Regions from separate parts of the Mus musculus genome. Here all the other regions are linked to region 4. A link is a contact called in public ChIA-PET, HiChIP or PLAC-seq and promoter capture Hi-C data. All regions are on one chromosome and are shown on one strand. Each heading gives the region's core, a stretch centred on a gene start, on an enhancer-like site or on the middle of the called end of the contact. The rest is flanking DNA. Distances are from core to core; before and after follow the strand shown. Region 1 holds the start of Fam160b2 (family with sequence similarity 160, member B2). Region 2 holds the start of Slc39a14 (solute carrier family 39 (zinc transporter), member 14). Region 3 holds the start of Nudt18 (nudix (nucleoside diphosphate linked moiety X)-type motif 18). Region 4 holds the start of Rhobtb2 (Rho-related BTB domain containing 2).

Region 1 (6,864 bases), core at 998-3,497, 790 kb before region 4:
GTGTGTGTGTGTTGGGGGGCTGAGGGCAGTGTCCTATCTCATTTTGGGGGGAGGGCATTCAGGAGATCAAAGCCAGGGTCTTGGGCCTGCTAGGCAAGCACTCTACTGCAGAGCCAGCTACATCTCCAGCTGCCCAGCACTGGAGAGATATAGCCATTTTTCCAGGGGAAGCAGGACTGGGTTCCGCATATGTTATCAGACAACATGGACTATGTGATTATAAAGCGGACCCTGTTTACTTAGAACTCACAGCCGGGCGCTGTAGAAAGTTCACTGGTTACCAAGGGAAGCAACATATGATCAGATTGACTGGAAATGTTTGTGGTAGGACAAATTTTGACACTAAGTCCTAAAGGATTTGGAGCTCCTGAGAATTTAGATTCCTTCAAAGTGAGGCTCTTGACCCCCTAAAACAAAGCCTTAGGGAGAGTCCTTCATGCGTCCTTCTCATGACACAAAGATGTAAAACCTGGGCAACTTTATTGGTTCCCGAAGCTTTTGTTTTGGTTTTATTTACTAAACACCTCACCATTTAGAGTCAGGAGCTGAGGGCTTAGAATGCAGCACAGAGCGCTTGCTTAGCATGCATGAGCCCTGGGCTCTCTTGTTAGCAGTGGACACACCAGGCATATGCCAGATCCCAACACTAAGGAAAGGAAGATTGGGAGTCCAAGGTCAACCTCAGCTACACAGTAAGTTTGAGTCTATCCTGGTCCATATGAGACCCTGTCTTGAAAAAAGAAAACAAGAGTTGACTTTACAGTCATGAAATCAATGAACAACAAAAATATCTGATAATTAAAAAAAAAACAATGTGTCAACTCTGTTTCCTTTTCCTTTTTCATTTTCAAGACATGGTTTCTGTGTCCTAGAATTTGCTCTGTAGACCAGGCTGGCCTTGAACTAGTAGAGATCTGCCTGCTTCTACTCCCTGAGTGCTGGGATCAAAGGCATGTGACATCAAGTGCAATTTACATGTTTTTTTGTTTTTTTGTTTTTTGTTTTTGTTTTTTCGAGACAGGGTTTCTCTGTATAGCCCTGGCTGTCCTGGAACTCACTTTGTAGACCAGGCTGGCCTTGAACTCAGAAATCCGCCTGCCTCTGCCTCCCGGGTGCTGGGATTAAAGGCGTGTGCCACCATGCCCGGCCCAACTCTTGTTTTTAATGTCTCACTATGTTTCTAAGACTGGCCTGGAATTTATAGTGCAGCCCAGGTATGGTAACACAAGCCTATAATCTCCAGCCTTGGAACAAAAATAATGGTGAGTTTTAGGATATCCTGGATATTTAAGATAGATGTAAGTAATTTAATCATTTATAATTTATGTAAATACCTATATACATTTACATAATTTTTATATAATTTATGTATTATTTATCCATCTATCTATTTACTTATCTGATACTGAGGATTGAACCAAGAGCCTCATGCAGCCCTTGTTTTTTATTGTTTGCTTTGGTTTTTGTTTTAAACAGTTCGTGTCTTCAACCTCTCTCTCTCTCTCTCTCTCTCAGTGGTGTGTGTGTGTATGTGTGTGTGGTGTCAGTGTGTTGTAATTGTGTGAGTGGTATGTGTGTGTGTATGTATGCATGTATCTTTGTGTTCGGAGTGTGTGTGTCAGTGTGTGTGTGTGTGTATGTGTTTGGTACGGGATCTCACTACCTCCTTGAATTGTTGATACTACTGAGTGCTGGGATTGATTGCAGGTGTACCCCAATTGCTTTCTTTCCCTCCAGAGCGGGGGACATGAGACAGATTTTGCTGGGACTCTTCGGATCAATTCCTAATCAAACAGCAAACCTTAGAGGACATCTTTTCCAATAACGACCTTTTTTTTTTTTTTTATAAAAGTACTGAACAACAGGGTGAAATTAATATTAGCCATAACCTATTCCAATATTCCTAATCCATTACATTTAAACATGTCGTCAATTCTTCCCACTATGTCTTTGCCTTCTGGAGTGTCCTTGACACAGCTTGTCAGGGCCAGGTCATTTTAAACACTCCAGAGCCGTGTGTGTCCAGGGCTACTGTGTTGGTAGGATTGTGAGGGTGCACGAGGAATTAGAAGTCTCTGGGTGTTACTCAAAGGAATCTTAGGTCATCAGCTCCCAGGGTGCTCCCCACCGCCCTCCATCAGGACCTGCCCAGCCCTGGGCTTAGAGCGCCCCCGAGCCCTCCGGCAGGGGCGGGGTTTCAGAGCCGGGTCCCGCCTCCCGCCCGTTGGGCCGCCTCCTCCGCCACCGCTGCGCCGCCACCGGGAGCCGGGCCGCGAGCCGGGCCGGGCCGCCATCATGCTGAGCCGGCTCGGGGCACTGCTGCAGGAGGCCGTGGGGGCGGTGAGGCCGGGCCCTGGTCGGACCGGAGGGGCGGGCGCGGGCAGGGGGGCGGGCGGGTGAGGTGCGGGCCCCTTGGGCAGGGCCCCTCCCCTGGCCCCGACGCCGCTTCCGGGCTTCGTCTTCGGGTACAGTCCCGCGTCGCGGCCGCCAGGAGCGCCTAGCTCCGGGGTTCTCTCCAGACCGACCGGCTCCCTCGATCTTGCGCCTCGCTCTTCTGATCCTAAGCCCGACTCTCGTGATCCTGAGCCATGCTCCCTTGATCCTGAGTCCCGATCCCTCGATCCGGCCTCCGCACTGCTTCCTGTTGTGCTTCCTGTGTCCCACTCCCTGACCTGCGACTCGGTCCCCCGAGCCTGCGCTCCGCTCGGCTTCTTTAACGTTCCCTGTGCCTCGAGAGCTTCCGCTAGCTTTGTAACTCTTCTCTCCCCAAAGGTTCCCTTGTCACCAGCCCTTTCTCCCAGATCTGCCCCCACGCCTCCTCCTCCGCCCGGCAGCCTTCCTTTCTCGTTCCTGACGTTCCTCCATTCCTCCTCACCTGGGATTGACAACAGCCTTCCCCTTCCTCTCTTAGCTGCCAGACAACTACTGGGAGCAGGGGTTCCCGCACTGAGTTCCCTCTTAGCATGGGAGTTGCAGCCCTGAGTGACATAAGTCCCAGGAAGAAGGTGATAGAGACCTTTGCAGGGGTGGGTGGTCGCGAGAACCCGGAAGTAGCCCTCTGCAGGCTTATCTCAAGCCACTGAGCCAGCTGACCTTGAGTTAGGGACTTCAGCCTGCCGGAGGGGCTTTGAATGGAAGAGTTGTTTCCATGCAAAGCTAGCTTGCTTGCGCTCTCTCTTTTACCTTCTCTCTCTCCTCTCTCTCCTCTCTCTCTCTCTCTCTCTCTCTCTCTCTCTCAGTTTGTGTTTAGGCCCCTTTTTTCTGGAAGTGCATGTCCCTGGTCACTTCATTCAGCAGCCTTGCAAGAAGCTATTTGAAAAGTTAATTATTTTTTTCTCATTGTATAAGAACACTGTCTAATTGATGGGTTTAGTCTATCAAATTGTGTCCTGAGAAACAATCTTAGGTCTGACGCCCCCCCCCCCCCCCCAGTCAGAACCTTCATTGTTTTTGGTGTTTGGTGTTTGTTTGTTTGAGACAGGTTGTCTCTATGTAGCCCTGTATTCTTTAACTCCCTCTGTAGACCAGGCTGGCCTCGAACTCAGAGATCCACCCGCCTCTGCCTCCCGAGTGCTGGGATGAAATCACCATGCTAGGCTGCTATTGTTCATATCAATTGGCTCAGCCTTAGGAGAACTGGTTAAAGGAGAGGGAGGCACTTCTGTAACCTCCCCTCCCCCCACTGTCCAGCTCTGCTGTGAGGAACAGGGCCTAGGGTACCCCCAAGAGGGAGTTTCCAAAATGACCTTTTCACCTTTTCTTCTCCTTCCTGTCCCAAATAAAAACAAGTGTCATCTTAGAAAGCAATCTGATACACTAATTCATCCTTCTGGACACAGCTCAATTGTCAAGGAGGGTTGGCAGTGGGGACAGCCCTAAGCGTCCTTGATGCTTACACTCTGAGTACAGAAAGCTGAAGCACCAGGGGCTGCAGATGAAGAGAGCGGAGGGACATATTTTTAGGCAGGTTACCTGCAGTGTGCAACATACAGACCATGTTCAGAAAGTGTGCTTTATGCCACATAGGAATCTCTTTTCAGCTCCATCCACTGTCTGGGGAGTTTGGTCTTCCCTCAGGTTGGAACATCCAAGTGGAATATGAACCACTCAGAGTACGGCTTTCTGCCCCTTCCGGACCCAACAGTAGAGATCCTTGTGTCTCTTTCTAAAAAATATTGCTATTGTTTAGAGGAACTTGCCTGGTAGTTTTTTTGGTCTGGTAGCTAGTAGCAGCTGCAGGTGGAGAGCTCTGCCCTGCTCTCATCTGCCCCAGGATTTGATGGCTGTCCCCTCCCCCCCCCCCCCTTCCCTGCATCTCTATGAGTAGTCTTTTTCACTGAGCCTGGCACAAAGTTTTTTGGAACTTACAGATGAAATCTAAGGCTAGATAAGACCCTTTCACAGAAGCTTTGAGGTCACCGGGGTGCTGGCCGAGGATCCAAGGACTTTCTAGGATAAGAAAGTATGGCAGGAGTGTCTTCAGGAGCTTTCAGAGAGTTGGTAAAAGCTCTCTGGGGTTGCCAGATTAAAAAAAACAGCCCTAAACTGGCCCATGGCAACATACACTTTGAATCCCAGCACTCTGGGGGTAGAGGCAGGCAGCTCTCTGAATTCAAGGCCATCCTGGCTGACAGATGGAGTTCCAGGACAGCCAGGGCTACACAGAGAAACCCTGTATCAAAAAAAAAAAAAAAAAAACAAGAAAACAAACAAATGAAAAAACCCGCAGCCCTGCCCTCTGGAAGCGCACAGTCTATCAGAGCCTGAATAACTGTGGCAAATGGATATGATGAGTTGGGTTGCTCCTTTAGGGTGAAGTATCTTATTATTACAGTTGTTTAGTGTGGATGGGGGGAGGGGTGTGCCACAGCATGCATGTGGAGGTCAGAGATCCTGGGTCTGAGGTCAGAGGACACCTTACCAGCCTGGGATGAAGTATCTTGAAGGACTGTGGGTAATGCCTTTCTGGAAGAGTCACTGACCCTAAGCTAATCTTTCTAGTTTTGAGACAGGATCCCTCTTTGTAGTTCTTGATATCCTGTAGTTTGTTTTGTAGGCCAGACTAGCCTTGAATTCATAGAGATCTTCCTGCCTCTGCCCTCTGACCACTAGGATTAAAGGTTTGCTGTCACCACACATGATGACAATTACTTTTGAAAGAGGAGCCTACTGTCTGCAAGGAGGGTGGGGAGAGTTTCAAAGTCTCTGACTTAGTTGTTCCTTACTCCACTGTTGCCATGGCCACCTAAACGTCTTCCTCCTTTGTCTCCTCTTCCGTGTGACACTACCAGACAGATCCTTCCAAAACTCCTCTGAAGTTGTAACCGACCTTGCAGCCTTAAAAACAAAAACAGACTTCTTGACCTGGCCTTGGAGACCCACATGCTCCTCATATCCTTTCCCCTCATACCCTCTGCCCAGATCTTTCCCGTCCCCCTTGCACTGCCGAAATTTGGTCCACTTGGAGCTTCTGTTCTTTGGTAGGATCTTGAAAGGGATCCATTAGCAGCTCTTCTTTTCTTAAGACTTTTTTTTTTTAAAGAGATTTATTTTTATATTATATGTAAGTACACTGTAGCTGCCTTTAGACACACCAGAAGAGGGCATCCGATCTCCTTACAGATGGTTGTGAGCCACCATGTAGTTGGTGGGATTTGAACTCAGGACCTCTGGAAGAGCAGTCAGTGCTCTTAACCGCTGAGCCATCTCTCCAGCCCAAGACTTATTTTATTTTATATATATATATATATATATATATATATATATATATACATATATATATATATATATACATATATATATATGCATGCAAATCTAGGCTACATGTGTGCAGGTGCCCGTGGAAGCTACACGAGGGGGTTAGATCCAAGGGGCTGGAGTTGTGAAGCATCTGACGTGGGTTCTGGGAAGCCAGCTCCTGTCGAGTGCTCGTCACTGAGCCATCGCTCTAGCCCCTAGCAGTGACTCCCTTTACCATGTCCCTTTCTACTTCTGCTGCTTCCTCAGAGACAACTGGTTTGGGGTGCAATTTTGTATTCTTTTCTTGGTGACAGCCTATTTACTGGAGGTCTAGTTAGCTAGATTGCTTGTGGCACACAGCACAGCAGCCTGCACCTAGAAGGTACTCACAAGATGTACACCAAATGACTGGTTCTAGAAGATGCCTTCTCTGTGGTACCAAGGCTTTTACGGAGCTGCCCAGCCCTTACACTGACCTCACGGAGGAATCTCAAGACCTAGACAAGAGTAAAGGAGCAATGGCCCCCAGGACACTGTGGCCTGAGCAGAGACCTAGAGGAAGTTAACACCTATGGTAGGAACTGTTGATGCATTCCTGCCCTGGTAACAATTAGTTTTTCCTTTAAAAAATGTTTTGTTTTGGTTTTTTTTTTTTTCAGATTCTTAGGGGTACTGTATTTAGATCATTTTGACCTCTTACCTTCCCCCTACAAACTTTCCCATGTCCCCAGCCCCTTTCACACTAATGATCTCTTCTTTAATTGTTATATGTGCACACACACACACACACACACACACACACACCCCTCCCTTGCTGAGTCCATCCTATGTTGCTCATATGCGCACATTTAGGGGCTGACCATCTGCTATTGGATAATCTGTCAGGGTGTTAGTCCCTGGGGAAGACATTCGCAGACTCTCAGCAGCTAGCAACTGTCTGTAGCTTTTCATCTTGAACTTCCCCTCTTCTGTGTTGGCATGCCAACTCATATTGTCTTGATTAACCCCTTTCTGCAGTGTTTCCCAAACCTTAGGCGTAGGGTGCATTATGGTTGTGTCAGGGCTGGGAAGCCACTGTCGGTTCTTTTCTGCATTTCTCCCTAAAAACATTTATTGTACAAGGAA
Region 2 (7,891 bases), core at 3,864-6,363, 550 kb before region 4:
TTGGGACAAGGTCTTGCTGTGCAATTCAGGCTGGCTTCAAATACACTGTTGGTCCTGTTCAGCTTCTTTTCTTCCTCCCTCTCCTCCTTTAATCTCCTTCTCCTTTTCTTTCCAGACAGCGTTTCTCTGTAGCCTTGACAGTCCTGAAATTTGCTCTGTAGACCAGACTGGCCTTGAACACTGAGCTTTACCTACCTCTGCCTCCTGAGTGATGGGATTAAAGGCTTTGGCTACCACTCTTCAAATCAACCTCTCTCTCTTTCTCTCCCTCTCTCTACCCCTCCCTCCCTCCTCTCTCTCTCTTTCCCCCTTCCCCAGCTATCTCTCTCCAACCCTCCCTCCCTCCCTCCCTCTGTCTCTGTCTCTGTCTCTGTCTCTGTCTCTGTCTTTCTGTCCGTGTTGACCAAGCTGGTCTTAAACTCTTAGGTTTAAGTGGTCCTTTCTTAGCATCCCAGGCTGCTCAGCTGCAGCTGGGTGTGAGCCACATGCCCAGCTAATCTTTTAAAAATAAAGTTCAGAGCAGAAATTAATAGAGGACAGAAAATTAAGAGAGGAAAGGCAACAAAACCCTAAGTTGTCTTTTTGAGATGAATAACACAATGGGCAGACCGGTGTAGGAGCAAACGATGGCTGGCAGGATGCCGTGAGCATGGAGGCCCGTGCCACCAAGCCTGACAGGCTGACTCTAGGTGGAAGGAGAAAGCATGTCCCCTAGGTTGTTCTCTGGCCTCCACACACTCACTCTAGCACACACACACACACACACACACACCCAGACACACAAAGAATACATGCTAAAAATAATGTTAAAGAAGGTTAGAGGGATAGCTCAGAGGCCGAGAGCACCCATGTGTCCACAACCTTCTGTGACTTGTGACTCCTGTTCCACGGAATCCCATACCCTCTTTGTCCTCTGCAGGCACTATATATATATATATATATATATATACATATATATATATATATATATATAGTACCATTATATATGTGTGTATATTACATACATGCAAGCAAAAATACTCATACACATAAATAAATCTAAAAATACCAAACATAAAACAGAGAAAGAAGAAACAAATTACCAAAAGCAGGGAGAAAGCAAAGATTATAGATTTTTGGAACATTGGTAAGATTTGTTGGCCGAGTTAGCATTCCCACTGCTAATTATTCCAGGGTCAAGCATTCTCTCAGTTGCCTGATTCACAGTTGAGGGCGCTGGCCATCATCTGAGCTTTGCCTAGCAGCCTAGGATGCTAACACATGGGTCCTTGGGTCAGATTTTGGGATCTGGGACACCATGTTTCCTCTGATCCTCTTAAATTTGTTAAGTCCTACCAGAACATAAGAAAAAAAAAAACATAGAAAATGCACCCTACCCGCCCCACCCCCCCAAAAAAAAGAAACAGAGAAACTGATAATTAATTTAAAAGTCTGGAAAAAAAAGCTGTGGACTCTTGGCCAAACCCAACACTGTTCAAAACTGACAGGAAGGATGAGGAGTCTTGGCTGTCCTGCTCATCCCCTGCCTGTCCTGTCGACTTAGTTGACTCTGGTCTGTGGCTTTCTGAGTCTTCAGCCCCACCCTCCACACTACAGGATGGATGTCTCATTTCTTTGGCTTACTCTGCAGGGCTCTTCCCCTCATCTCTCTTTCGGGAAATCTGTCTATATATGTTGGCAGGGGCTGTGACCGTGTCAGCTTCTTGTGTTCAGTTCCCTTAAATGTTGCCCAACACTGAAAATCGAGGGAGCTGCTAGCCAGTCCAACAAATATTTATAGAGAATCTGTTATGTGCAAACTGCTATGTTAGGGAGCTCAGATACAGAGTGAAATCTAGTAATCAAGGCAGGTGGTGGTCTAAGGTTAAGGATAGAAATGAAAGGCTTTGGGTCTCAGCAAGCTGGCTCAGAAGGGAAAGACACTGATGCCAAGCCTGACGACCAGGGTTTAGTCCCTGAGACCTACATGATGGAAAGAGAGAGCCAACTCCCTGCAAGTTGTCCTCTGACCTCCACACATCATGGTGCCCACGTGCATACAAACACATCCGCACACAAAATCAATCAATAGGCAGATAAGTGTAATTTTAAAAGCTAGTATTAGAAATGAAATGCTTTGAAGGCAAAAAAAAAAAATCCAAGTCCCATAAATCATATTAGTTCTGTAGATTACAAGTCAATCATGGTCACAAAATCAAGTTTAGTGGATTTGTCACAGGCCTTGAAGTCACAGAGATGTGACTGTTTTTGCTTCCTGAGTGCTGGGATGAAAGGCATGAGTCACCATGTCCAGCTCTTAGAAACTGAACCCAAAGCCTCAAGCGTGCTAGGTAAATGTTCTATACGCTCAGAACCTATTTTATGGAAAAATTGCTTGCTACATTATTTATACTGGAATTGTGGCACTATATTATTTTATTCTTCCCTTTCTTTTAATTTTACATCTATGAATGAGTTGCCTGCGTGCCTGGAAGTGCACCGTGTGCGCACAATGCCGGTGGAGACCAGGAGGAGGTCAGTACCCCCAGGAACTGGAGTTACAGAGGGTTCAAGTATTTTAAAAAAATAAATATCAAGTATTTTTAATAAATAAATAAATAAATAAATAAATAAATAAATAAATAAGGGTTTCCAAAGTCTGAAAGAGTAGATCAAATGTACTTCAGAACAATCAAGAAGCTTGCTGAGCGGAAGGGAATGGAAAGGGGAGGAGGAGGGAAAGCAAGTGATGGTGGGAAATCCAGGCTCCAGATGTCACTATGTATGGTGACCATCACTGTTGTGTCCTAGCAGGACCTAGTCGGCATGTGTCCTCTCATCAGGATGTGCCTCCTGAAGAAATGCCCGTGGGGGCGGATGCAGAGACTTAGGACCTTTTGATTTTGAGCTATGTTAATGATTAATTGAATTCCTCTTGTGTATAGCTTATCAGCTGGAGATAGCTTATCAACTCTGGGTGCCCCTGTGGACTTTGACAGTTCCACAAACAGGTGACAGTGCCACACAGATGGGTCCTGTGGTGGGGTGGCCCATCACTCCTCTTTCCCACTAGTGCTTTTGTTTGTTTGCTTATGTGCCTTGAGACAAGGTCTCTCCTAACCCAGGTTGGGCTCATACTCACTATGGAGCTGAGCTGGCCCTGAATCCTTGCTTCTCCTATTCACCACCCAAGTGGTAGCATTGGAGAACATGGGCCATCATGCCCAGCTCCCCACTCTGCCCCCTGAGCCGTCCTCAACAACTGCTTAATGCAAGCTTTAGTAGCCCTGACATCCTGTCTGGAATCCGGGGGATGAGGGTTTAAGCTCCCCGTCCTATTCAGAGCTTTGGGATGGCAGATCCTTGTCTCTAGGTGGGCTTCTTATTCTGCTTATTCCTTCTAGGGGGGGCCTGATGGGGAACCGACCTTTCCTGACAGTCCATTCCGCTTTGGAGTCTTAAGTGGGTGACATAATGTCTGAAAAACACTGTAACTTTAACCAAGGCAAATATTCAGCATTATTATAGAGTTGCAGGGGCCCGGGAGGCAATTCTGCAAGAGCTATCATTACCTCAAAATTACTCAGAAAGTAAATGAGAGGACCATCACAGGGTCTCCCTCTTACTCATTGGAGTACTGTAATTACAGAGTAAAGATAATTGAATTTCAGAAAAACAGAGTGGCCAGAAGAGTCTGAGTGGCCTCAGTAGTTTTATATCTTTTAAACTTAAGACCTTGCATACACTAGGCAAAGCATTCACTATTAATTTACAGAAAGGGTCTCAGGTAGTTCAGGCATGGTCTCAAATTCATTAAGGGGCCCAAGGCTGACTTTGAACTTGTGATACTTGTCCCCACTTCTCCAGTGCTGAATTACAGGTGAGCATTACCAGAACCGGTTGCTGGCCTCGAACTCATGGCTTTGGTGCGGTCTAAGCATACACTGAACCAAAAATCCCCCTTTTACCTTTTGAGAAAGGAGCTCACTAAATTGCCCCAGCTGGCCTTGAACTTGAGATCCTTCTGGCTCTAGAGTAGCTGAGATTATAGGTGTGCACCACCAGGATTGGCTATTACCTCACCAACCCCCAGCCCCACACTCTGGTGCTCTAGCCAGCCCGCAAGAGCAAGCTGCCATTGAGCTGAGTTCTTCCTGCCACCTGTTCTAGGGACATGGAGTTCTACTCCTATCACTTCCTTTTTGAGGGAACTTTCCCCAGCACTTAGATGCCATCTCTCTATTGAACAAATCTAGAGATACCACAGCCAGCTGGACACACTCCCTGTGCTAGAACAGAAACCCCCGCCATTCACTGGTTCCAGTGCCACTTGAGGTTCTTCCATGGGGCCCTCCCTGCCCCAGGTGACAGTTGGTTAAGCGATAGAGGAAATAATCCTAATATCCAGCTGAATAGAACAATAAGAGTTTAGTGGGTGGTTTATTTTTCTCAAGAAATTTGCATATACAAGGCTCAGTATCCAACACAATAGGCCCTTCCTACAGCGGAAGAGACTCCCTCCCAGGACAAACAAAACCTAAGGCTTGACCTCGCTCCTTAGGAATCTGATTAACTGTGAGAAAGAGGTGCGAAACTCTGAAAAAAAATGAATATGATCTTTTATTTGGATCGTTACAAGTTATTTTAATTCTTTTGGTTGGCTGGGGTAGGCAAAAAAAAAAAAAAAAAAAGCAGTTTATGAAGCGCTCCATCCTGCTTACAGAATATTTTAGAATTGGAGAAAACAGAAAAGTCTCTTAGATTCATCAACAGTGTTAAAACCACAAATGTCTACCAAGAGAGGGGCACTCTCCCTCAGGAGCGACAGGATGGAAGGTCACGCTGTGAGTTTCCCACAAAAGGGGCTAGGAAGGACAGATGGGAGGTTTCCAGAGAATAGCGGAGCCTGCAGGGCCTCCGTGAGTCAAGGATGGAATTCATCAAGGAAGGGTGGATGAAGCTAGAGAGAGCTAGGATGCGAGCCGGGGATGCACAACGCTGGAGGACCAGGTTGGCCAGGGTAACGACGCTGTTAGCTGGCGGTCCCACGTGGCAGGCCCGGGGGAGCGGGGCGGGGCAGCAGGCGGGGGCGGGCCCAGCGGTGACGCGCAGGGTATATGGCCGGGCATGCGCATGCGGCGGGGGCCGGACGTAGAGAGGGGGCGCGTGGCTGTTGGCGGGGACGCACCCACTCAGTAGCTGTGTCGCCCGCTGCCTTGGGGGGGGGGCCCTGGATAGTGAGGCTGCGTGGGCCCGACTGCCGGCTGGAGGACTTCAGGTGAGGACGGACCGGGCGCAGGCAGGATGGGAAGTCGGGCGCCTCCGGGTTAGGGGGGACACCGGGTGGGGGTTGGAGACACCGGCACGCCGAGGACCCAGAGTCTTTTCGGGAGGCCGCGCACTCCCTGAGCCCAGTCCTGGTAGCACCTGATTGCCGTGCCACGGTGGCGAGGAGAAGGAGGTCACTGCGCTGTCCCTTCAGCTGCAGGGCCCGGGATGTGTGAACCAGAGAAGGACGCCGGGGAGGTCGATAGCTGCTCAGAAAGGCTGAGATGAGCTTTCTAGAGCCCCAGGACACAGAGCGCAGAGGAAGCGGAGTAGATGGGTAGATCAGATGCTCTGCGGTGGCGGCTGCTCGGGGGCTCTGGTGTCTGGATCTTGCATCCCAGGAACCTATGTGTCCTTCTCCCTGCCCCACGCCAGACCACCCTCCGGCTGGAGAGTGATGCCCGATTCTTCTGGTTGGCTTGGGCAGGAGTGGATAACCGCAAGGGTGGCACCGCGCTGAATTCTCCCCTGACTAACGGCAGCGATGCCTCTTGGGCTCACTTAGGTTGGGACTGACCAAATTAGGTGGTCTGGTTACCGGCTGCTCCCTCTTAGAGTTTTAAAGCTATAGCTAAAGTAGCCATCAGACTCACCTTGTGATCCTGAGGTAGATTCTAAGCCGGAAAATTGCCTCTCTGGGTTGTGGGTTCAGCTTTAAGAATCTTCTGTCACCCCGGGGCCTAGATTCTAAGCTGATCTGTAGTCTAAATAGTTACATGGCTTGTGCGTTCAAGAGAACTCTCAGTTTGGTTTGGTGAGGGGTGGAGTGCTTTCCTGTGGCCTAAATGGAAGGATAGAGGCAGGAGCACTTTGGCAGGCCCCTCTTCGTGAAGTAACCTGGCTTTGGAATTGTAGCATTAGCTCTTTTTAGCCCCTGGTCATTGGGATAGATATATTTGCTGGAGGTGCTGATTTTAGGGGACGATAGAAACTGGCTCCGGAGTGACTATCTGGTCACTATTCTGGTTCAGGTTAGTACTGAGACCAGCCTGAATTGTCTATCCAAAAGATGTACAATTCCGTACTCCTTACCTATTAAAACAAATCTTCAACACTGAGGGGTTCCAACGTGCCTCCTTGGCCAAACAGCCAGAAACATGTCCAGAATCACAACTTCTGACAACTAGAATTAAAAGCCATCTAGTCCCCTTTCTATTGGTGACTTAGTTGAGCTCTTTGCTAGTGGTTCAAAGTCAGGAGGCCGTGTATGGGTCCTCTTTGTGTGACTGTTTTATCATTGTGACTAGAGACACTGAACTGACCCAGGATATGGGTTCTTCCAGAAGGACCCTGGCAGAACACTTCTTGCTGCTACACCTGGCATTCTGTGGTTCACCTGGACAGTGCAGAGGCAGAAACAGGGATTAAAGAACCCAGAAGCTGGCTAAGCAACCAACCGACTTGAGAAGTGGCAGAGCCTATGTAACTGGCCTTGCATGTAGACAAGAGGAGAGTTAGAGGCTCCTGGAGATCTATCCCGAGCTCTTTTCCAAACCCAGGGTTGATGCAAAAGGCCCAGGTCCCACGTACAGTGTTTGGTTTGTGCCCCTCAATGGCCACTGTGGTGGGTGCAGGCAGAAGGCTTACTCTGCCTTTCAGGCAGACAGTGGCAAGTGGGGAATTAAGTAGCAACACAAGAGTCTCCTTGCTGGTTGGAGTAGTTTAGAGAAGGGAGCTTGTTTGAGGTAAGGCACAGTGGCAGAGTACTCAGGGCTTTGGAGCTAGATGTCCAAACCCCAGCCCCATCACACTCCAATAGCCAGTCTGTTCTCACTGACTGGTGGAACGTTGTGGTCATGTCTGGAATGTGGCTGACGCCTCAGTAGTGCCACCATTTTTGTGGGTTAGACTGAGAGGTTTTGAGTCCCGGCTGCTCAAGTAGGCTGGATTGTAAGGACGGTGGAAACCTAGACATAAGGTAGATTGTCTCCTCCTTAGCAGGGTATAAAGTGTCCCTTGTCCTCCTGGGAGACTCCTTTTCTGTGGCTGACCAGGGGAAAAGCGCACAGACTCATTGGGCAATCTTAGAGAAGATGGGCGTTTTCCTACGGGAGTTCTACTGGAGGTTCTTCTTTCTTCTGAGACTGCTCCTCCTCAAGGCTTAGTGATGGCCAGGAAGGACCCCATGTCCTCTCCATCCCCCACCCCCACCCCTGTTTGTGTAGGATACACAATCACAGGATGGGTCCTGGTTTCAAAGACTTCTTACCTCCTTCCTCTTTTCTTCCCTGCACCCCACATGTGCTCTTCCCCGACGCCTCACAACCCTACCAGATGTATTCTCTCTATTCCATTTAATGCCAAAAGAAAGTAACACCTGCCATTTGACAGAACCACAGGCTGCCTTGTTGTCTGGAGTGGCTTTTACAATGAAAGATCCTGGACTCAGAGAGGTTAATTGATGTCCTCGAGTCACATTGCTTACTAATGACAGATTTTTTGGGGGGGAATACCAGAGAATTGCCCCCCTCCCCACACCCCTTTGGTGAATTTACTGAGAGTCCTGTCTTTTTCTTGGCACACTGGGAAAGGGGGCCAGTCACTGCTCAGCACCGCTGGAGTAGTTTGGGGAAAGCTCTTTCAT
Region 3 (7,108 bases), core at 1,707-4,206, 770 kb before region 4:
GCTTGACTTCTGCAGAATCTGGATGAGTCAAGGTCATCACCAGCTACATTATAAGAGTTCACAGTCTGCCTGGGCGACATGAACTGAGGACAGGGACATGAACAAAAACCAAAAAGCCAGGTCCGAGAGCACACGGAACAGGTCAGAGCCCAGGAAGCTCAAAGAGAAAAAGACTGGCAGAGGCCAACGTGTCATCCTCAGCTCTTTCTTGTTCCCTAGGCAGTTTCACCAGACCGAACCGTTCAACACCTGGACAGGTCTGAGCTGTGCTTTTATTAGGGGTGTGGTCACTTCAAAGTCCCACGCCCGCCCTGACAGGACAGGAACACTAAAAAGAGCCTGGGTGGGTCGAGGCTTCAGCGAGCATCGATGTCTGCCTCAGGATCCTTACATCCCTGCATAGCATCAGTGTGTACACGGTGAGGAAAGACCTGGGTGACTGTGGGTGGGACAGTGCCCCATATCCTCCCCACACAGACATTTAGGCAAGCAGGCAGGTTAAGCAATACCTTTTTACTCAGCAATGAGGACTCTGCCCTGAGGGATGCGTCCCCCATGTCCCATCCCTCTCTACATTCCTATGGGGTTGGAAGGATTGACATGCAGCCTTTTCCAAAGTGGACAAAGATGGTGCCATTTAGGGTTCAAAAAGTTCCTCACCAACTTAAAAGACAAGTACTGTGTGCCCTCAGAACTGAGCCCTTGAAAAGTGGATTCAAGACACCCTCCCTTTGGGCTCAATGTGTGGTCCCTGCCCCCTCAAAATGTGCAATGAGATCCCTGACTGCCAGCCTTTTCTCTGCCTCAGAGGGAGGGGGCAGCTCAGCTTTTGGTCCCTGCTGGAATCTCTCTATCTGCTCAGGGGGATCACAGAAGATTCCTGGAGTCTGTACAGAAGCAGTTTTTGTAAATCTTCCTCTAATACCTTCCACCAAAAGTAGTTTTCACCCCGAATCTTTGGGGGCTCGTCTTGGATTCCTGGGTTCCGAAAAGCCACGGTCACCAGCACATTCAGGCAGACACCATCCACATGGTCTCTGCCTAGGTGTTGCAACCCAAGCAACCCCTTGGTCTCCACTGCCAAACTGTGCAGAGTCAGACACTCCTGTAGGAGCCTCAAGATGGCCACCTTGATGCCGCCCCTTTGTTCCATAGGGGTAAAGCCACAGGCAGTGATGGGCAAGTGAGGTGTCCCCACCGTGCCCACCAACACCCACACCGACTGGACTGTTGTGAAGGTGGTCACCAGCCGTTGGCAGACCACACTGCAGGGGAGCTCTTGAGGCAGAATGAGAGGGTGCATGGCTTGTTGGCAGAATTTGGCGCCTAGCTCTACCAGGTGCAGAACATCATGGGCTCTAAGCGGTGTGGGCAGGGAGACCCGTGGGTACCAGCCGGCCTGGAGGGACTCAGAATCAGCATCTTTGGAAGTCTTGAGAACTCCGCCTAGGAGAGATTTGGGGGGTGGGGTGGGAAGAGGGCCAGTATGAGAAGGGTTGAGCCTGAGAGAGTAAATGGCCACCCCAACACTCCAGAGAGAGAGAGACCCCCAAAAGCTCTTAGCCCGTAGTAGGTCAATGGCCATAAGCAGAAGCCCACAGTATGGCTGGCTATGGATGAGGGACCGTGAGAAATGTCACTAGGTGGGGGATACCTGTTGGTCGAGCGAGGAACACAAAGCGGATCCAGGAGGCGCCCCTCTCCTCCACGGACAGCAGTGTCACTGGCTCACAGAGCAGCCCTGCCTCCTCCTTCACCTCCCGCTGCATGGCCTCCACGATGGTTTCTCCTGGTTCCATTCTTCCTGCAGGGAGGTACCATGTCCCCCGGCATTCCCTCTTGGCCTCCTGTATCATCAACACCTCATCCTGGGAGGGAGGGAAGTGAGACAATCTTCACTCCTACCCAGCCAGTCTGGGGGCTTCAGAAGAGTAGCCCCTACCTGGATGGCAGCCCAAAGCTCCCTTCTTGGTAGACAGACACCTTTAGGATGCTGGATCCTCAGGAGTCAGGCCCTGATATGGCTGAAAGCAGTGGCTGTCTCCGCTTTGCTGTAACTCAAACCCAGAGGGACTTCTGTTGTAGAAAGGGGCTGAGGACCTTGGGCGTTGCTCTAGGAGGCTTCCTCCTGAAGGTTGCCACCACTCCTATACTGACTCATTTATGCCACTGTCTTGCTCTTGTTCCCATGGGACTTACAAACCGCCTGTGTCAAGTCCTCAATCTAGGGTCTGAGGCTTTGAAACTTAGCTCCACCCCTATACCAACCTACCCCTTCTTGGCCAGGATTTTATAACGCTGACTTGTGCAGAAGTGATCACTAAAAAGAACTCTCACAGGATCGGAGGCCTGCATGTAAGCTCCCCATTACTCTCCCGAGGCGCCGGGAGAGTCTAGACTCCTGGAAAGGAAGGGGGCATATTACAGGCCTCTCCTGGTGGGGGGCGAGGTCTAGTGGATGAGATAAACCGCCCCGGGACCTCGGCTTCTCCTTCCATATTATAGAGTCTACAGAAGGACGATCTCAGCTCAGCTGCTAGTGTTGAGAGTGCTTTGCAACATTGGGAAGCGCCACATACAGGCAGCGGCCGTTGGCTCGCCTGTTCAGATCAGGGCAGGCGGCACGCTCCCGAGACCAGCCGAAGGCCAGCGGCCGGTCGGACGCTCACCTGCTCGTTGAGGAACACGGCCAGCACCACGTAGCAGACATTCTTCCGCAGCCGCACGGGAAACAGCGGCTTCCCAGCCGGCTCCGAGTCACAGCTCTGCACCAGCAACCCCTTTCCCCCCAGCACGGTGGCAAGCGCCCCTGCCAGGCCCTCCGTGGCCATCAAGTCTCCGGGGAGGTGGCAAGCCGGGACCTGCCAGACCCCCGGAGGCAAGCGGCCGGGACCTGAGCTGCGGTGGGCCGCGGCGCCCTCGCCCCCTCCCCTGACTTGAGGGCCAAGACTAACACGGAACCTCCGGGAGAGACCTGGTCGCTGATAGGCTGCGCGTCACTGCGGCCTGCCCGGATTGGCCAGCTCGCAGCGGTTATCGGGAGGGCGGGGCGCCGGGATCCTCCCTCTGCCCCCTCCTCTCCTGGGTTTCAGCCTCACTTCACACTCTCCCTAGCGATTAGCTAATTCACCCAGCACGCACTTGTCCGCGCGGGTTCCGACGGTGATGTCATCCTGCCTGTAGGGTGATGAACACCACTGTGACCAGGGTCGATGGCGTCACTCGTCCGATGACATTACGGAAGCCCAGACTCCGCCGTTCGCTCCCACTGTCCAGCTTTTATCATAAACGAACCACAGAAGTGCTCACGACGAATAGGCCCCAAATAACTTTCTGACTTCGTTAAAATGCTCTGAATGTGGTATGGCTCAGGCACATAACGTTGCGTTAGAAATTCTGATCTGTCTAGGTCGATGGACACAGGGCATTTTAAGAGTCCGAGGCTAAAGGATTGGTTTGGGGGTGGGGTGGGGGATGGGGAACGTGATTGACAAGCCTCAGAGGAGGGATGGGACAGGTGGTCAAGGTGGGACAAGGCTGGGGATGAGAAGAAGCTAAGGGGGGGGGGGATGAATGAAAGGGAGATTGAAGTCAGCACTGTAGCCTGCATCCGATCCTGTGCCCAATGCTTTTCCCAGGCTTCTGAAACAGACTCCATCTTTAGAGGGCAGGGGTGGTGCCCTCCTACCCAGCGTCCAGGGCCTGGTCATGAGGAACAGGGTGTGGGTTGTTTTGGCCAGCTCCTGCTTCTCTCCCAGCCTGACCTTTCTTCCTCTGAGCTTCTTTAACCTCCACTCAGGACAGGAAGGCAGGGCCAGCTGAGAGGAATCCACAAAGCAGGCCAAGTCTGGGCTCCTCACCCCATCCCAGACTTCCCTTTCCTCCCCCACTGCTGGCTCTGTGTACCTCCTTTGGGGGACAGTGGCTTGATGGTACTGACAAAGCTCTGGAGTTTAAAAGCCAGACATCCAGCCTCTGCTGACTGACGTGCTCTGTGCCCTGGGTGGCCTCAATGTCCTCATCTGTACAGTAGGTCTGTAACAGCCCTCCTTTTCCATACTTGTTGAGAAGCCAAGAGAGCTTGGGAGAAGCCATGCACTATCTGAACACCGTCACCAGGCAGCCCACCTGTTCTCCAGGTAGGGTCTCAAAGCCATAGTCCATAGAGCACACCTGCACATACAAGAACACACACACCGTGAAACTGGGGAGTATAGCTCAGCGGTAGAGTATTTACCTAGCATACACAAGGCCCTGAGTTCAATTCCCAGCACCACAAAACCACATCTGTGCTCTGTAGACTTGACTGGCAGGCGATCTCAGCCCTCCGGGACTGGTCTCAGCCTTTCTTCTCCCCGATGCTGATGCAAACTCCCTGAAGAGGAAATCTACGTGAGGTTGGATGGGCACTGTTAGTGGCCCACAGTATTTTCAGGCACTTGGACACTTCTGACTTGAGGCCACTGAAGACCTCCTATTTCTAAATTAACTGTAGTCATCGGCAGAGGGTCAAGATCAGGCCCCAGGGTGCAGAGCCACTTGTTAAAGGCCTCCTCTCTCTTCTCCACCTCTCTCTTCCCCTACCCTCCTCTCCCCCTACCCCCCTTTTGCTCTCTCAGTGCCTCAGTTTTCCCATCTGTGAAGTGGAGGCAGCACTGGTCAGACACTCCATTCTTTCTCCCAGGGATGATTTGGGAGAGGGTGAGGTCATGTCTGGGCAGGCTGGGAGAGTGGCAGAGGCGTCCTAAGATAAACAGCAGCCGGCCCAACTGCCTGGTAGAGCAAAGGCTGCCACAACCGCAGTTCCATTATCATGGGGGAAGGGGAAAACACGCATCTGCTGCGGAAGGCCTCGTTGCCTTGTCATAAGGCACATGGAAGCAATAGAACACCGAAAGCCCTTTGTAAAGGGTGAAGGGGACACACAGAAGGCATCTGAAGGGGGTACAGTCCTTCCCAGAGTGCTTGGGGAGGCAACCAAAAAGGTTGGATTTCTCAAGGCCTTAGGATAAAGAGCAGTGGTCAGAGACAGGTGGGTGAGTCTTGGACAGGAAGGGGATAATGAGACAGGAAAGGAGGCTGGGATAGCCCACCTCCACGCATGTCTTCTTTCCTCTGAGATAGAGGACACCCCTGGAGTGGATAGCCTTAAACAAGCGTAGTCCTACCAGTACTGATTTCCCAGAACCTACGGGAGCAGGCCATCTTAGGGTGCATTCATGCACACGTGTATACAACCTGTGAGCAGGGGAGATAAGGGGTAGGCAGAGTCAGGGACATGGTGACAGAGCTGGGCAGGCAGGATGAGCAAGGGTGTCTGGGATGCTGGAGTCCTTTACAATGTAGCAGATCCTGTCTCCTGACTAAGAGACAGGTGAGAAGGGCAGTGGAGGGGGATGGGCTGTTCAAATAGCTCATCTGCTGACTCGGAGGAGTCACAGCCACAGTGTAGATGAGACACCGGCATTTCTAGACCCTGGGACACAAAGGGGGACAAAAAATGGGAACACTGGTGAGATTCCAGTAGGTGGTGGCTTCCTAGATGGGATTATTTGGTTCTAGCTGTGATGCTAAGGTTCCACAGTGATGAAAAGACTATGTTTGAATATGGTTATTCCCACTGGGGGCACGAGGTCAAGGGTAACTGAAAGCTGTATGTGCTAACATTTGTTTTGTTTTTGTTTGTTTTTTAGAGACAGGCTCTCACTATGTAACCGTCTGGCCTTGGCCTCTACCTCTGAGGCTAAGATTAAAGGTATGTGCCCAGCACACCACGGTCTGTGCTATATTTGTAACTTGAATGTAAATCTACAATTATTTTAAGAGAAAAATGTAGGAGAGTTTTATAAGGAAAAGGAAAAAAAAAAAAAAAAAGCAGCCAACGCAGGAAGATACACCCCAGAGCTCACTTCCAGCTCTGTAGCTGGTGACATGGTGAGTCAGAGAGAAGAGAGGGAGCCACTGACTCTCCAGGGCCTCTGCAGGGAAAGGTGCCAGCCAAGGGCCCTGGCCCGAGCCACAGGGTCAGACACTGCTTGGACTGGCTCTATTCTTGGTCCAATCCTAGAACAAGTGAACACTGGTCCGGCTGCTGTTTTTAGGGGCCAGACAAATCTACCCCCGAGGGAGCTGTGACGGTAGAAAAGGGGGGGGTGTCCAGGGAACACCGAGGCCCTGAGCACCCCTGCCATCTGCCCCAAATAAACAAAAATGTTCAGTGTCCCATCTTTCCTGGGAAGCATTCTATATTGGTTCAGGGTGACGTGAGGACAAGGCTATAGAAGGCCAAGTGTTAAGAACATGTCATTCGGTGCTGGAGTCATCTCCCAGAAGAGGACGGAGATGTAGACAAGCCTGTCTTTAAACACCACAAAGCAGGAAAGTGAGAATGTCAATGCGGTGTCTTGAGTCAGGAAACTTGGTTCAAATCCCATTCTGTCATTAAAATGGCCGCGTAACCTCGGGTGACTTACTCAGCACCAAACGGCCCGTTTCTTCTATAAAAATGGAAATAGATCATCTGTCTGTGCTCCAAAATTTTGTCAGGGATTAAATGTGACAGTTTAAGTGACAAGAAAAACGCACAGTAAGGCATGGCTCTTCTCTAGAGCCCCCCCCAATCCTAAATAAATAAATACATAAATAAAAGTGAAAATGACTAAACTCTTCAATAAAAAGCCTAGCCCTTTCTTTTTCTTTTCTTTTCTTTTCTTTCTTTCTTTTTTTTTTTTTTTTAATGATTTTTGGTTTTTTGAGACAGGGTTTCTCTGTATAGCCCTGGCTGTCCTGGAACTCACTCTGTAGACCAGGCTGGCCTCGAATTCAGAAATCCACCTGCCTCTGCCTCCCAAGTGCTGGGATTAAAGGCGTGCACCACCACTGCCAGGCTAACCCTTTCTTTTAAGATGGGATTTCTTGAAGCCCAAGCTGATGTCAAAAAAAAAAAAAAAAAAAAAAAAAAAAAAAAAAAAAACAAACCAAAAAACAAAAATCACAATGTAGCCAAGGCTGGCCTTGAACTTGTCACCCTCTTGCTTCTTCATCTCCCTTGGTACTGGGGTTACAGGTGTGTTCCATCACACCCAGCTATAACACACCCTTGAAAGAA
Region 4 (6,841 bases), core at 160-2,659:
GAAGGCAGAATCTGAACAGGAAGTGTGAGGAAGCACTTCCAGTCACTGTCAACCTTCTCTTCCGCTCTGGGTAGGTGTTGGAGGCCAGGGACAGTAAAGTATCTGCCTACTGCACAATGATTAAACGAACCTGAGTACACACTTACTACAGGCGCCCTGGTGAGCAACTTTCTGTCCTAGGCACTCACAGACAGGGCATATTTCAGACAATACAAACTGAGTATTTATTTGCTTATAGCAGGGTCTCCCTACATCAGCCATATTGACCTCAAACTTTCCATCCTCCTGCCTCAATCCTATCAATGCTGGGGTTAGAGGTGTGTATTTTGGCCAAAAATCCAGTTTTTATTTGACTTTGGAGAGGGGTAGTAAACCTCTCTTTTATATCATATTTTGCATAAACCAACATTAAAACAGATCTGCATTCTCAAAAAGGACATTGGAAGTGTGATAGGGGAGGTTGCTGTGTGAAGTTTGCCAGGCTGCTTTAAAAAAAACTGTCCAGAGAGAATTGGTAAGATGTGTAATTCCTAGCAGTCCCGACCAATCTATGGAACCCAGCCTTGACCGGGGACCGCAGACGCTTCCTTCCGATGAACAGAATGGATGGCATTAGACTCAACCCATTTTTATTTTAGGGTTTAGAGATAAGGTTTTGCTTTGTAGCCCAGGTTAGTCTTGCACTTATGACAATTTTTCTGTCTCACCCACCCAAGTGCTGGGGATGACAGTCACTATATTTAGAGCACCCACAGAGGACTTAGGTAGGGATTCTCTGGCTAATATTTCCTTGGCATTCTTTGCAAAGTTATGGAGATTCTACTGAACTCTCTTTGACAACAGGTTGGGATGGGAACCTCTAAAGAAGGTCTAGGTGGCAGACAGGTCAAAAAGTACGGGTATCCATACAGAAAACTCACTAAGAGCTACAGAAGTCGGAGCTGCAGGGATAATGAAAAAAGAAAGGTCCCCCAGTACTCGGAGCAGCTGTGTGCGGGGTAGAGGCTTGGTTGAATTAGGGAGAAACAGGAAAATCTTCCCGTGGCCCTCTGACTTGCATTCTCAGGGCGCACCGCCGGATGAGTTTCTTCCTAGCCTCCTGGGGAAAACTATCCTGAGAGTCCTGCAAGGTTTTGAGACTGGCGAGGTCAGCTGCTGGCCATTCGTGGCTCCCAGGGGAAAAGGGAGGAGGTGCAAAACCAGGAGAGGAGCGGGAGGCGTTCCCGGGATCGGGGGCGTGTCTCGGGCGTGGCCTCTGGGTGTCCAATCCCCATCGCTCCGCTCTCCACCAACCACACGCCGCTGTGGGCAGTCCTTGTCACAGCAACCGTTCCTGGGTGCAGTTTTTTTCCTTTTTTTTTTTTTTTCTTTTTTTTTTTTTAATCCCTCTCCCCTCCAACCCCCCCAACTTTGCTTTTTTTGTGAATGAAAAAAGGAGGTCGTGAGCGGTCTCGGGGACTGCGGCGCTCGGCGTCTTAAGGCTGCGCGCGTGCGGCGGCCTCACCCGGCGCCTCGCTCTCTAGCGCGCCGCCCGCAACCTCCGCAGCGCAGCCGGGCGGCGGCGCGGCCCAGCGGCCGGAGGTCGGAGCGGCGGCGCGCAACCCGGCTCCGCGAGCCTCCATGACATTGGGCGCCCGGGTCGCGCGGAGATGCTGATCCGGAAGAGGCAGTGGCTGCAGTGCAGCGCCCCAGGCTGCTCACGTGCCGCGGTCCGACCAGGGCTCCTGTGCCAGAGTTTCTTCTGATCGTACCTGAACCGGGACCCCAGGAGTCTGGGTCTCCAGCACAGAGCAGCAGCGTCGGCGGCGCCCCAACTTGCACGCGCAGAGTGACCCCAGACATCTCACTAAAATGAGCGTGCTTAGCAGGAAGAGATGTGTTCCCTACACTAGAAATTACCCCGTCACATGTAGTGGTGTAAGTACACGATTGATTTCTATTATGGCCGGGTTGCAAGCAAACGTGCCACCTCGCCTTGGCTCATCCTTCAGCACCCTCCCCTCTCCTCCCTGCGTCCCTCCTGCCTTCCCCTGAGCTCCACTCTTCCCTTGGGCACTTGCTGAGTCTGCACAGTTCAGAGGGAAGAGAAACTAACCTTTCTTGGGTGTTTTTAGGGGAGAACTACATGTTTTGCATCGGTGTGTCGTGCCCCTCCCCCTTCCCTATTTATTTCATTAAAAAAAAATTGTGTGTGCAGAGCGGCATGTCAGGAGGGAAATAAGAGGTTCAGAGTGGTAGAGGTGTACCTTTTTCCTTTTTCTTTTACTTTCCTTTCTTTTCTTTCTTTCTTTAAAAAAACAAAAACAAAAACAAAAAACAGTACAATTGCGGTGTTTGCTGCCGGCAGTGGAGCTAGCTGATTCTTTGAAGTCAACTCCACTGTGGTCTGTCCAGCTGAGTTTTGGCAAACTACTGGTGGAATTCTTGAGCTTTCTTTGTTAATGTTCGGGTAGCCTAGGGTTGAAAAGGTTTATCCTGTATTTAGGCTTCTGTTTCTGTTAATGTGATCATTTAAGATCCCTTTGGGCCTTGCTTTACGTTTTCTGCGTGGGGAGGGAGGATCCACCCCTCCACCTTCGCCCATATTACAATGTCAGCGTCCACAGTGGGAGCTCCTTTAACTCCAAACCGACCTTTCCTTTGCTCCTCTCCTCCCGAGTCTTCCTTTCTATCCACCTTCCTTGCTTTTTACTTTCATTTTCTCGATTTTCCTCCCTTTCACGTTTTTTTTTTTTTTTTTGTAAGATGCAGGATGTGGGATATTGGTTGCTAGGAGACAAGCCAGGCTCCCAGGGAGATTGTCGTTTCCTTGACAACCAGACTAGGGCAGCCACAGATGAACAAGCCTCCTATCAGCTGTGGGAGGGAAAGGGGGGCTTTTGAGCTCTGCAAACAGTGTGTGTAGGGGTGCGGGGGTGGGAATGGGAGCCCTTGAGGTTTGTGGGTAATCCGAGCACACCTTCGGATCTGTCCTGGACAGAGCACAAAGAACTGGGGAAGCTGACGTGCAGGACACTGTTTGTGAAGGGGGGGGGGGGTAACTTGGGGACAAGAGTTGGGGAGGAAATCTCAGTGGCTTCAGGATTGTCAAGGGGGTGGAATCAGTGAATTGGAGGTTGTGATACCCTGGATGAGGGTGGAGGATGGTCAGGAGGCTCTGGAGGAATGGGGCTGGGACAACTGAGAGGAACAGTGTCCAGTCACTGAAGAAGGGTGTGCCAGAGGGAAAGGGACAGTGGGAAAGTTCACCGCATGGTTTGTATTGTCATGCATCAGCAGTGATCCAGAAAAGTAGTAATATTCTAGAACAGAAGTTACATTAATATTGCCATGGTGTCGTCTGGACAGGATCCTCACTTAAGACAGGCCTGATTAGACAAAAAAGTTCTCCTGGCTTAATTGGGCCAGCCTGTATCTTAAAGGGAGATATAATTACACATATGGATATGCAATCTAGCATTATATAATACTATATTACATAAGACGACAAATACCTCCTCCCACCCAGGCTCCCTTGGCGTGAATTTACCAAAATTCACGTGTTCAGAAACTTTCTTCCAACATCCTTATACCCATTTTCTGGAGGCAGAGACTGAGTCCACAATAAGTGCAGTGGTTTGCCTCTTCCTAGATAGGACAATGAAGCTTGCAGTTGTTAATGTAGGAATGACAGTGAGCAAAAGGAAACGCCAGTTGGTGGATGTGTTAAGGAAGCCTGAATTCAGGGGCAGTCAGAGGGGGCATGGGCTTCAGTGTGCAGATTAGATAGAAATGTAGCAGTCTGTGTCCTAAACTCATGGCCCATATTTACCACTCTCCTACTTGTTTGCTTGCTGTCCCCTACTGAAAACTCTGGAAATGAAATCACAAGGTGTGTGTGTGTGTGTGTGTGTGTGTGTGTGTGTGTCTGTCTGTGTGTCTGTGTCAGGTCATAAAGCAGCTGTACTTGGACATGGCCCCTGGATTTAAGAACCCAAGCCCCTCCCATTCACTTCCAGACCTATATGCTAGTGATTCCAAACTATAGAAGTACTGTTGGCCTGTGGGTTTCTGTCTTCATAGGTGAGATTCTGTTTTATCTCATCTTTTTTTTTTTTTTTTGTTATTTGGCTCCTTAAAGCAGAAACCACACCCACGTGGCTCTTTCTGGTACCCACACATCCCTCAGTGGTCGAGACTAGGAACTGTTCAGGACAGAGAAGAGGAAGCAGAAAGCTGATGGCTATAACAGTGGCCTGGTGAACAGGACCAGGAGGGCGTCGTAATGATGCAGTGGTTGTCATGTAGACTGGGCCCGAGCTTAGTGGAGACCCTTGTTAGTGGAGGGGTCCAAATCCTGTAAGGCTCCTAGGAGGAGGATAAACCTGTGTCACTGAAAAGTCCTTGCTGCACCTTTTGCTTAGGCTGCTGAGCTGCATCCCCTTGCACAAATCCCAGTTGCCATGTTACTTGAGCATTTCACTTCTGCATTCCTGCATGTTAGCATCTAGTTACAGCGTGCCAGGGACAGAGCTCCTCTGCTGCTGCTGCTGGTGGCTTGGCGCTGGTCTTGATGGCTCAGCAGTAAAGCGCCTGGGCAGCCTCCAGGACAACTCTGCGCTCAGCCTTCCTGGACCTGGGAAGGCTTACTTCAGAGATGACTCGCTGCACGTAGGGAGTGAGCAGGGGCGCACTGATAACCCTAAGTACACCTGTCCTGCCCCTGCTCCCTCCTCCCCATCCTGCTTCTAGGAGGGTAGACACCAGTGGAGGGAGCATCCTCAAAGTCTCCTCAAACTCGAGCCTCAGCTTTTTAACCACTGACATGACATGTTAGCTACAAAAGGGCCTCTGTCTCTTCATCTGACCCTATGGCATGGACACACTACCTCTCTGCCGATCACCAAAGGAAACTGAAGCAGAAATTTAAGCTAAGCTTGACCCTCAACAACAACAACAACAACAACTTCTTCTTCTTCTTCTTCTTCTTCTTCTTCTTCTTCTTCTTCTTCTTCTTTTTTTTTTTTTTTGGTTTTTTGAGACAGGGTTTCTCTGTGTAGCCCTGGCTGTCCTGGAACTCACTCTGTAGACCAGTCTGGCCTCGAACTCAGAAATCTGCCTGCCTCTGCCTCCCGAGTGCCGGGATTAAAAGCGTGAGCCACCATACCCGGTTGACCCTCAACTTCTTCTAGCAGCCAGTTCCCCACATAAACAATTTGTCTGGCTTCTCCCCAGAGTGCTGGAGGCATGAAGGTCTTCTAGTCTAAGCTTCTTCCTCCATAGGAGGTCCGAAGGAGGTAGATCTTACTCTTGGGAGCGGATGTGGGATGCAGTGGGTAGCCCAGGTTGGGTATGGGAAGGCCCATGTACCATAGAGTGTATTGTTCTGGGCTATGACTCCCCCCGTCTCTGTCTCAAAGTAGGCCTTCGGCTGAGCAGACACGTGGGCCACGTGACCGAACCAGAGTAGGAAAGAGGAGGCTTGTAGATTCAGTAGATACAAAGAAGTCTTCCTACTCAAAGAGGCTGTCAGAAAACCCTCTCCTAGCCAATAAGAGGGCAGGGTAGGAGGATGGAAGCGAACAGGCTGGGTCTTGGAAATTTACCATCTGAGAGGGCCAGGGGAAAACAGGGGAAGCTAGGGAGTGCTGCCGCCCCAGCCCTGACACGTCCATTAAATTTTAAAGTGACTCTGCCCTGGAGCATGCTGGGAAGGGGTGGGACCTGGCCCTAAGTCTGCTTCTCTCAGCTGTTTTGTTCTGCTGCTGCCACAGCCCCAGGGAAGAGGAGGCCAACAGAGGATGAGTGAGCTACCAAGCCGATTCCCTCTCTCTGGGGAAGTGGGGCCAGGTCCAAAGCAGGTCCTGCCCTGGAATCTCTCACAGACTGCCTCCGTTCAGGAGCCCAGCTGCAGGATGGTGGGAGACCAGAGGGAGAGGAGCCATCCATCTGGTGGTATTGCCACTCAGCCTGCACGAGCTACTGTTTCCTAGGGCCCCTGTAAAGTTGCCCACTTCTCTCTCTTTATGTCAGTGCCAATGCTTGACAGAGAGACAGAGCCAGCTGAGGAGGAGGGCTGCTTACACTGACCCTGGTCCTCGGGGGTAGAGCATGCTGAACTGTCCTGATGGCTCCTTTCTTGCCATTCATTTCAGGTCCCAATTAATGGATTCTGACATGGATTATGAAAGGCCAAACGTAGAGACCATCAAGTGCGTGGTGGTGGGGGACAACGCCGTGGGCAAGACTAGGCTCATCTGTGCCCGGGCCTGCAATGCCACCCTCACCCAGTACCAGTTGCTTGCCACCCATGTGCCCACAGTGTGGGCCATTGACCAGTATCGTGTGTGCCAGGAGGTAAGACTACAAGGCCCCTTGGTTGGGGGCCCCCGTGCTATGTGTGTTGAACTGGCTTGGTGTCTCTGGAGCTCCTGAGAGCCCCTAGGGGTGGGGTCGAGGTGGATGAAGCAGATGGAGCCTCTGGAGAGAGGTCTGAGGGAAGGTCACTCCCAGGGAGGTATCTCTGACCATTTGTGTTTGCAGTGATATTCAGGTTACTGTTTCTATTGCTGGGATGAAAAACCATGACCAAAAGCAAGTTGGAGAGGTAAGGGTTTGTTTGGCTTACACTTCCACACCATAGTCCATCACTAAAAGGAGTCAGGATAGGAACTCAAGCAGGGCTGGAGCTGATGCTGAGGCCATGGAGGAATGCTGCTTACTGGCTTGCTCCTCATGGCTTGCTCAGCCTGCTGTCTTATAGAACCCACGACCACCAGCCCAGGGATGGCACTACACACCATAGGTTCCCCAGTCAGTCACTAATTAAGAAGATAACCTGCAGCTGGACCTCATGGAGACG

The links. ChIA-PET counts read pairs in DNA pulled down with a chosen protein or histone mark. HiChIP or PLAC-seq counts read pairs in DNA pulled down with a chosen protein or histone mark. Capture Hi-C pulls out chosen DNA fragments and counts their contacts.
Region 1: a contact with region 4 is called in an H3K4me3 HiChIP or PLAC-seq map of bone marrow-derived macrophages, with 4 times the contacts expected there. The contact joins the promoter of Fam160b2 here to the promoter of Rhobtb2 in region 4. A contact is called at or near these places in 4 of 39 promoter capture datasets (cranial neural crest, maxillary cranial neural crest, pre-B cells and 1 more), 2 of 484 Hi-C or Micro-C datasets (B cells and embryonic stem cells), 2 of 115 datasets of contacts at active chromatin or transcription factors (bone marrow-derived macrophages and memory CD8 T cells) and 1 of 9 other capture datasets (adipose tissue).
Region 2: an RNA polymerase II ChIA-PET map of memory CD8 T cells shows a contact between it and region 4, with 26 read pairs. The contact joins the promoter of Slc39a14 here to the promoter of Rhobtb2 in region 4. A contact is called at or near these places in 7 of 39 promoter capture datasets (the C10 cell line, cranial neural crest, frontonasal cranial neural crest and 4 more), 1 of 484 Hi-C or Micro-C datasets (B cells), 5 of 115 datasets of contacts at active chromatin or transcription factors (astrocytes, bone marrow-derived macrophages, memory CD8 T cells and 2 more) and 4 of 9 other capture datasets (embryonic tail, embryonic trunk, liver and 1 more).
Region 3: a contact with region 4 is called in a promoter capture Hi-C map of liver. The contact joins the promoter of Nudt18 here to the promoter of Rhobtb2 in region 4. A contact is called at or near these places in 3 of 115 datasets of contacts at active chromatin or transcription factors (bone marrow-derived macrophages, memory CD8 T cells and pancreatic cancer cells) and 2 of 9 other capture datasets (adipose tissue and liver).

What each region holds. Positions count from the first base shown.
Region 1 is chr14:70,595,218-70,602,081 of GRCm38.p6, reverse strand. Fam160b2 (family with sequence similarity 160, member B2) reads left to right here and starts at 2,247. Exons shown (of 17, transcript NM_194345.1): 1 at 2,247-2,340. The coding sequence starts at 2,296.
Region 2 is chr14:70,348,646-70,356,536 of GRCm38.p6, reverse strand. Slc39a14 (solute carrier family 39 (zinc transporter), member 14) reads left to right here and starts at 5,113. Exons shown (of 10, transcript NM_144808.4): 1 at 5,113-5,257.
Region 3 is chr14:70,573,672-70,580,779 of GRCm38.p6, reverse strand. It overlaps Nudt18 (nudix (nucleoside diphosphate linked moiety X)-type motif 18), which reads right to left and starts at 2,956. Exons shown (of 3, transcript NM_153136.5): 1 at 2,670-2,956; 2 at 1,655-1,868; 3 at 1-1,446. The coding sequence starts at 2,831. The coding sequence ends at 851.
Region 4 is chr14:69,800,113-69,806,953 of GRCm38.p6, reverse strand. Rhobtb2 (Rho-related BTB domain containing 2) reads left to right here and starts at 1,409. Exons shown (of 10, transcript NM_153514.5): 1 at 1,409-1,917; 2 at 6,135-6,336. The coding sequence starts at 6,145.